Regions from separate parts of the Mus musculus genome. Here region 2 is linked to region 1. The links are chromatin contacts, called in public HiChIP or PLAC-seq maps. All regions are on one chromosome and are shown on one strand. Each heading gives the region's core, a stretch centred on a gene start, on an enhancer-like site or on the middle of the called end of the contact. The rest is flanking DNA. Distances are from core to core; before and after follow the strand shown.

Region 1 (4,006 bases), core at 1,210-3,709:
CCAAAGCACAGATACACGGAAGTAACCACAAGCAGACATGAGGGAGGAGGAGGAGTGGACACTTCTAAGAGGTTGGAGTTCAACTCCTCAGTTACAAAACAAAGTTTAAACCTAAAAAACCGGTCAAAACCCCACTTGGAAAACACATAGGGAGAAGAGTAGGTGCCTCCGTGATTCAATGTGACGTTACTGACATGGCGAGAATGCCGTCAACCCGCCTGGGTAATTAATGTACAGGGCTTCGGGGAACAGGACACTACCCTGACTCAGTTTTACGGAACCGAATCTAAGCTAACATGGGAAAAATACCACCACTATTACCACCTAAACAAACAAACAAACAAACAAACCTGGAGAAGTAACTTTCAAAATCAAGACTCTGAGACTGTTTTCTGCTGGCTTATCATCTCTACTCCCGCCCTCATCGGGACATAGTCATCATCGGGTCATAATGTAAAACCCATGCTTCTAACAGCATTGGGGCACACACGTGTACGTAAAGCGTGAAATGTAGGGCCTCATAATGACTCCTTAACTTCTAAAAACTGTTCTTTCCAGGTAGTGGCCAGCACTTGGGAGGCAGGGACAAGTGATCTTCACAAGTTCTAGCCCAGCCAGGGCTACACAGTGAGACCCTGTCTGGAAACCAACGTAAGAAAGGGGAAGGAGGGGGCAGGGGGGGGAGGGGACGGAAACAAATATCTTTTATTACCACTCTAAGCTTCAGTGCTAACACAGGCTGAGCAACATTTACCGTGCTCTGTACAGCGCTGGCAGGCTTCCTGCCCAACCCCAGTATTCAGCCAGACGGTTATTACCTGCACAAATGTGAGTGCTGCTTTCTGTAGGAGACACTCGGCGTAACAGATCTCAGCATGCATCTCCTCTATTAAAAACAAATACATTGATATTACTCTATTAAAAACAAATACATTGATATTAAGAAACAGTATTGTTTTAAAACATTCTGAAAATCGTGGAAGATAGATAAGCCCAAGAAAGACGCAAAAGCCGAGATGGCATCCATGCTTCCAGAGAAACAGGATGGCCTGTTCCTGGATAAGCCTGGATCGTGTGAATGGTTAAGGTCATCTTCACCTCCAGCTAACATTACCAGCAGAGAGAGGCTCGAGAAGAGGAGGAAACCGACTGTTTGTCTGAACAGGGTCTCACTTGGAGCCCAAGCAGTACTAGTTGTAGTCCAGACTGTCCTTCAACTCACGGCAATCCTCCTGCCTCAGCCTCTTGGTACTATAGGCATGAATCACCCCTGAACCCATGTGTGCTCACAAAAAGGAATTACCAGAGCCAGGCCAGCCCAGCGACATATGCACCACCCAACATGTCCTGGTGTCCTGGACAGTCTGCTGTATTTGCAGAGATCAGAGAGAGAGAGAATTTTATGTTTCTACATGAACAAAACCATCAGATTCCTATCTCCATGGAGTAGAGGACACCACGGGGCCTCTGCTGTCTGTGGAAATTGGTGTGTTATTTGAGCTTGGAGGGAAGATTCTGCTTCATGCTAGTACAGGGTACTGCTCAGGCCTGCCTTTCCTCTCTGCTGGTCTCCTCATTTATATGGTCCAGTAATAATGCTTCTACTTTGCAACCATGGATTAAATGAGTATTGCCTGTAGCGCTTATCAGACACGCGCGCGCGCACACAATCAGCCTTGATGAATGCTGGCAACTCTGACCATTATTGTTTTTGGCCCGAGTCTGTGCTTCTTGGTTAAGGTTCAGAAGGCGGCACAGGGCCTTTTTAATTCAAGTGCTGACGCAACAGGAGGCAATCTGCGTCACTGGGAACACTGCTGGCCAAACTAGATAAAATAGAGGTTTTCCTTCATTTACACACACATGGCCCACGGGCTCTCTCATACTGACTCAACTTAAATGTTCAATTTGTGAAAAGTACTATGCAGCTAAGTTCCTCAGAAACAGGCAGGGAGATGGGGTAGAAGACACCACCAGGACACGGTGTTGTCTGTGTGCATCCTGGCACTGCCACCAGTCACGATCCAGTCTCCAGGACGCCTTCCCTCAGAGTATGCCTCTGGGTTTTCAGGACCTTCACAGGAATGCCAACTAGCAGATGATTTTCACCACCTGACTAGCCGAGTCCTAGGTTATGCCCTTCCCTCGCCCAGCCTTTTGAGCAGGCTAAACAGATCTTGAGTGTGTGCCACAGTGGGCTTTCTGACCTAGGTGGAGTCGTCCTCCTTGCTGCACCTGCAACTTCCTACAGGAATTCAGAGGAATAGACTGCCCGCTGAGCTTACTTTGCAACATAATCCAGCTGAAACAAAAGATGGGTTTGGTGCTGCAGAATTAAACTTTGAGCCAAGCTCTGAACCTTTGACTTGGCTTCGCCCTTCTCTCATACCCGTCCTTTCATTTCCAGCCCCGCTTTCAGGTAAACCCAGTTCACCCATGGCCGCTGGACAGCTACACTGGGTAACTGCTACAAAGTGACAACCGCCTGGGGTTATCAATGCCAATGCCACCTTGAGAACAGATGACTGGCCTGGGGCAGGAGAGGGGAAGGGAAAGGTCAGCACTGGTTGAGGACCAGAAGATAGAAGGCAAGAAAGTGCAGGCGCCCTCCCAAAGGGGCAATGGGGAGCCTCTGGCTATAGCATGAGGTTCCTGAGGGGAGGGGAGGAGAAGGCAGCAGGCTGGCACAGGGGCAGTGCCGAAGGCTACAGTTGGCGGTGGGCTAAACAGCAGGTCCTCATCAAGGCCTGAGCAGAAGGGCGACTAAACCAAAGACAGACAGACTTTGGTATCCAATAATACAAAGGATATGAGACAAAGCAGGGAGAGTCTGGACTCTGTAATTCCCGTGTAAGTATTCTCCCTACCGACTCTCTTCCCACATTCCAAGCTCTGCACCTCACTTAAGCATCGCACTCTCTGAAATGAGCTGTTCAGCACCAGCCACCAGTCATGGGAGGAGAGGAGCAAGAGTGTTCCACACCAGGTCCATGAAAACCGCCATGGAGATACTCATTCCTGAACACAGAGAGAAACTGGACCATGCAAACAAAAATTACCAACAGGAAAACAAATCCTATACTAAAGCGACAGTGTGCTGCCGTGCCCTGTTGTTCTGGTTTGGTTTTTGCCAACCTATCATAAATTAGTTATCTAGAGAGAAGAAACTCAATGGGAGAAACTAACCTCCATCAGGCTGCCTATAGGCCAGTCTGCGGAGCATTTTCTTGATGGATGATTGGCCCAGCAGGTGGTCCTGGGTGGTTTTAGTTCCTGCCTCAGCTTCCCCTGATAAGGGACTGTAATGCATCCTCCCCATCTTGATTTTGGTCAGGGTGTTTGTCACACCAATTGAAAGCAAACTAAAACACCCTTCAAACTTAAAAGTCTGTTTAGGATGCCCTCAGAAGCAAAAACACTGGAAATAAGATGGAACTTCATGTATTTCGCTTTATTCCTTCACTGTGACTGATTTACACTGAGTAATTTCTTCACCAACATACACCTTAATTGTAAATTCCTTAGTCCATGAAAAAATTCATGGTGCACTCAAAAAGCTAGCTAAACATCCTTTTTGTACTAATCTAAAGATATTTATAGTTCAGAATAAGCTACAGACATGGGCCAGTTAATTTTTCAATATTTAGTGGAAAGTCCAGATTTCCTAACTTGCTCTGTTTAAAGGCAACAAGGGGAAACCAGAGCACAGCATCGCTGACTTTCCACACGTGATCCATCAGCCATGTAAGGTGTTTCCCAGCCCTCCACGGGAGAACATGGGGACAGCGGAAGAGCAGTGGTTTAGGAAAAGCAGACCAGTTCCCATGCTGCTCTGACAGCTGGATCACCTTGGCCTTTCTCTCTGTGGACATCAGTTAAACACAAAAGGGGGAGAGGGGGATAATGCTAAGGAATGCACCAAGAGGGTGCCTGGCACACAGAGAACACTTCAAAAAAAAATAGAGCATTAACATGTTTTAGAATTATTTATTCTCACACCAAAAAT
Region 2 (4,159 bases), core at 1,628-4,127, 190 kb after region 1:
TTCACCCATAGCCAGGATTCATGGGTCCAGGAATCAAGGGGTGGAAAACGGAATAGTTCCACTTACTATCACTCCTAGTGACCCTCTAGGAAAATTTTTGCTTCCTGTCCCCATAACTCTAGGTTCTGCTGGCTTAGAAGTTTTGGCTCCAGAGAGGGGAGTGCTCCTACCAGGAGCTACAACAAACATTTCATTGAACTGGAAGCTCAGACTTCCCCCTGGTCATTTTGGGCTTCTAATGCCCTTAAACCAACAGGCTAAAAAAGGAATAACAGTGTTAGGAGGGGTGATAGATCCAGATTACCATGGGGAAATTGGATTACCTCTTCACAATGGTGGTAAGCAAGATTATGTCTGGAGTGTAGGAGATCCCTTAGGGCGTCTCTTAGTACTACCATGTCCTGTGATTAAAGTCAATGGGAAACTACAACAGCCTAATCCAAGCAGGATGACAAAGGACGCAGACCCATCAGGAATGAAGGTATGGGTCAATCCTCCAGGAAAAGAGCCAAGACCTGCTGAGGTGCTGGCTGAAGGTGAAGGAAATACAGAATGGGTAGTAGAGGAAGGTAGTTATAAATACCAATTAAGGCCACGTAACCAGTTGCAGAAACGAGGATTATAAAGTAATATGAATGCCCATTGTAAATTTACTAATGCGTTTGCGATTGTACGAGGGATAGTTATATCATGTTAGGCGTATTTACAACCTTGTTATTGTTTCATGTGAACATGAGATATTATTTGTGTCAAGTTGACAAGGGGTGGATTGTAGTGGCTATTCCTGGTTGTCAACTTGACAATATTTGGAATGAACTACAATCCGGAATTGGAAGGCTCACCAGTGACCCTTATCTGGAGGCTTGGAGATCCTTATCTGGATCTTGGTTTGAAGATCTTGAGCCATAGTGGCTATGGATTCCAGAAGATTGAATCTCCGAGTTAAGGAACACACCTTTAATCTGGGCTATGCCTTTCATCTGGGATTAAAGGTGTGGTGGAACACACCTTTAATCTGGGCTACACCTTTTGCTGGAGACAATATAAGGACATTGGAAGAAGGGAGTCTAGCTCGAGCTCTTGCTCCTTCGCCTGCTTGCTGCGTGAGACTGAGTAACTGCTAGATCCTTGGACTTCCATTCACAGCTGCGACTGAACAATTGTTGGGAATTGGGCTGCCGACTGTAAGTCATCAATAAATTCCTTTACTATTTAGAGACTATTCATAAGTTCTGTGACTCTAGAGAACCCTGACTAATACACCATCTTCTGCTTCCCAAGTGCTGGAATTAAAGGTGTGCACCACTGCCATCCAGTACCAGAATTAGAATCTGAAGCTAAGAAATAACACTCTAATCTCGGTACATGTTAAAGTTTTTGCTTAAAAACAAAACAAACCTGTTGACCTGTTGTCAAAAAAAATGTGGCACTGTTCTACACTTTGTGTTCACACTAAAGTGGCACACATCCTACAGCCTTCCAAAACCTGGTGCTTACTGAGAGATAATAGATCAATGGGGCAGACAGATCTTTGCTTACATAGTGACAAGACTTTAAAGGAACCAGGCATGGTGGTTTAATGCCTTTAATCCAGCAGTTGGGAAGGAGGCAGAGGCAGGAGGATCTCGAATCGAAGTCCAGCCTGGCCTACAGAGTGAGTCCCATGGCAGCCAGCGCTGTGTGTAATGAGACCCTGTTTTAAACACAGACACACAGTATCCCAAGAATAAAAAAGAGCTGCTACACAGGTGAAAAGTGTGGTGTCTAATCCCCCTACACACCCCCTCCCTGGGGGAGGAACATCTTTTTCTCTGGGAATTTGAGTATCTGTGTGTGCTGTGGCATGTGAGCAGAGAAAGCTGGTGTGTGTGTGTGGGGGGGGGGGGGCGTCTTCCAGTGTCATCAGGTTTGATGACTACTGGTTTCAATTTCACTGCTTCTGCTCCAAATGTTTATTAACCACTATGATAACCCTTCTAGATGGCAACCATGCATTTAATTAGTAGGCCAGATTGTATGTGACTGCACACAACCTTTTCTTTCTGTTCAAGTTCTAATAACAATGCTCTATACTTGCCCTTCCCCCAAACAGAACTATTATAGAGTGGTCAGAGTCCCATGATCGAGGATATGGAAAATTTCAGACTGCTAGAATGGAAGATTTCACATTTAATGACTTGCATATTAAACTTGGCTTTCCTTACTTATACTGTCACCAGGGAGACTGTGAGCATGTTGTTGTCATCACAGACATAAGGTACGTGACATCATTCAGAATATTTTACCTTGAAGATGTCTTTTTAATAAAAGTGAGTTGGGGGGAGGAGGAGGATAGCTGCATGCGCTGGCTGGAGTGGAGAGGCCAGGGGACTATGCGGAAGCCTCGCCTGGCCTGGCCCCATGTGGTCCTGACAGTGAGCTCAAGTAATCACACTTGTCAGCATCTACTTTTCTGTCTCTCTAACAGTGCAAAAGTGTAATTTACCAGCGTGGTTCACAAATGTATACTTTCTATGCAGCTGGAAATGGGAGACAAATTTTTAAGGAAAACTTACACTAGACATGCTAGTGTGGGCCTATAATCCCAACACTTGGGAAGCAGAGGCAGGCTGATTTCTGTGAATTGTAGGCCAGCCTGGTCTATGTATCATGTTCCAAGTCAGGCAGAACTACATAAGAGAGAGGATTGAAATCCTATAATTTTTAAGTTTCTCAATTTAATCGAAAGCTTAGTCCTTCTATAGTGGGAAGTTGAATAACCAATTTTCAAACAATTGAGTAGTTTAGAATTGAAGGGCTGAGGAAATGGCGCACACACACAGGCATGTAGAGAATCTTGTGCACCTACCCCAGACCAGACACAGAGAGCCCAGAGAGCATTCCACAAACAGCACTGCTGTGTTAAACTCTGATGGTGGAATACATTCAAAAACAAAACACTATATGCAGGAATTCTTAGAATGTCACAGCATGGTAACAAAGGGAATTGAGAAATCAGCTCTGTATTCATTCTGAAAAGCTCTCTGGGCAAAGTGTTCAGTGATGCAGGTGATTGCCTGTTAGTCAGCAAGCTAGACAAGGCCTCTGCGACTAAGCTACAGCCCCAGCAGTGGGTATTCTGTAAGATACTGCCTGCGTAAATGACAGGTCAGCCATGTTGCAGTAATGTTGCTGGAGAGCAGGTCGAGGTGCATTTCAGCATCTTCATGTGTTTTCCTCATCAAAGGCTTGTGCACCATGACGACTGCTTGGATAGAACACTGTATCCCCTTCTTACCAAGAAGCACTGGCTGTGGACCAGAAAATGTTTTGTCTGTAAGATGTATACAGCTAGGTGAGTGACGCTTTTTTCCTTCTAAACACCCTGGTTTTCACAGTAATTTAGTACTCTGGAGGTCTGTAGATTTAGCCGTCATGGTTTTATCTCCTAGAGTCAGTGTTGCAGTCAGTGCAGTTTGCTTAAAGTTAGCATATTGTTTTGTACAGACTTGAACCCAGAGCCAGCTGCCTGCTGGTGAGCACATGCACACTAGGTTATACAGGGAAACACACAGGAAGTGCAGAACAGACTTGGCGGCTGTAAGGAGCCGTGCTTCTTGCCTGTCATTACAAAATCACTTTTATCTCAGTTTTCAATACAGAAATAACCAGCATATATATAAAGCCAATTAGAAATTAGGTTTTCTGTTTTGATCAGTCACTGTGACACAGATCTGGGAGGCAGGAGGAGTTTGAATGTAATGGACAACAGGATACAAAGTGAAAAGCTGGAGCATAGGACATGGTAGAAGGCTCACATGTGCAGGGGGCATGTGCAGAAGGCATGTGCAGGCTCTTTAGTCAGTCTTGACTAAAGACTCAGCCCCTTTAAAAAGGTCAGGTCTCATGTAGCCTGAGCTGACTGTCCTCCTCAAACCTTGAATTTCTGCCTTCCCCTGCTGATTCTTATTATTAATCAGAGCCCAGAAGTTTGGAAACTACTCAGAAATAGTTGAGTATCTTCAGTTGGCTTTGAGTTCCATATCATAGTATTTATCTAAAGGATTAGGAAAATAGAAATGATACCAAAATGAAAATCCAGAAATTGGTTCAGATTTTCAGAAAAGACTAAAATAAGAGAAACTTACTAAAGATTGTGATTTCATGTGACCAGTGACAT

Evidence for each region. HiChIP or PLAC-seq counts read pairs in DNA pulled down with a chosen protein or histone mark.
Region 2: an H3K27ac HiChIP or PLAC-seq map of embryonic stem cells shows a contact between it and region 1, with 5 read pairs. The contact joins two enhancer-like sites. A contact is called at or near these places in 3 of 484 Hi-C or Micro-C datasets (the C2C12 cell line, Th1 cells and cortical neurons), 2 of 115 datasets of contacts at active chromatin or transcription factors (both in embryonic stem cells) and 4 of 9 other capture datasets (adipose tissue, embryonic stem cells, liver and 1 more).

What each region holds. Positions count from the first base shown.
Region 1 is chr4:83,255,227-83,259,232 of GRCm38.p6, forward strand. Ttc39b (tetratricopeptide repeat domain 39B) reads right to left here. Exons shown (of 20, transcript NM_027238.2): 7 at 819-886. Among named protein-coding and RNA genes, the nearest start is that of Gm42307, 27 kb to the right of the region's middle. Within about 2 kb of position 2,460, at least 26 of the 459 cell types and tissues checked have an H3K27ac peak or open chromatin away from gene starts, as enhancers often do. A contact at or near this core is called in embryonic stem cells, where this site is marked.
Region 2 is chr4:83,447,979-83,452,137 of GRCm38.p6, forward strand. It overlaps Snapc3 (small nuclear RNA activating complex, polypeptide 3), which reads left to right. Exons shown (of 9, transcript NM_029949.4): 7 at 2,093-2,257; 8 at 3,227-3,334. Among named protein-coding and RNA genes, the nearest start is that of Snapc3, 32 kb to the left of the region's middle. Within about 2 kb of position 2,878, at least 10 of the 459 cell types and tissues checked have an H3K27ac peak or open chromatin away from gene starts, as enhancers often do. A contact at or near this core is called in embryonic stem cells, where this site is marked.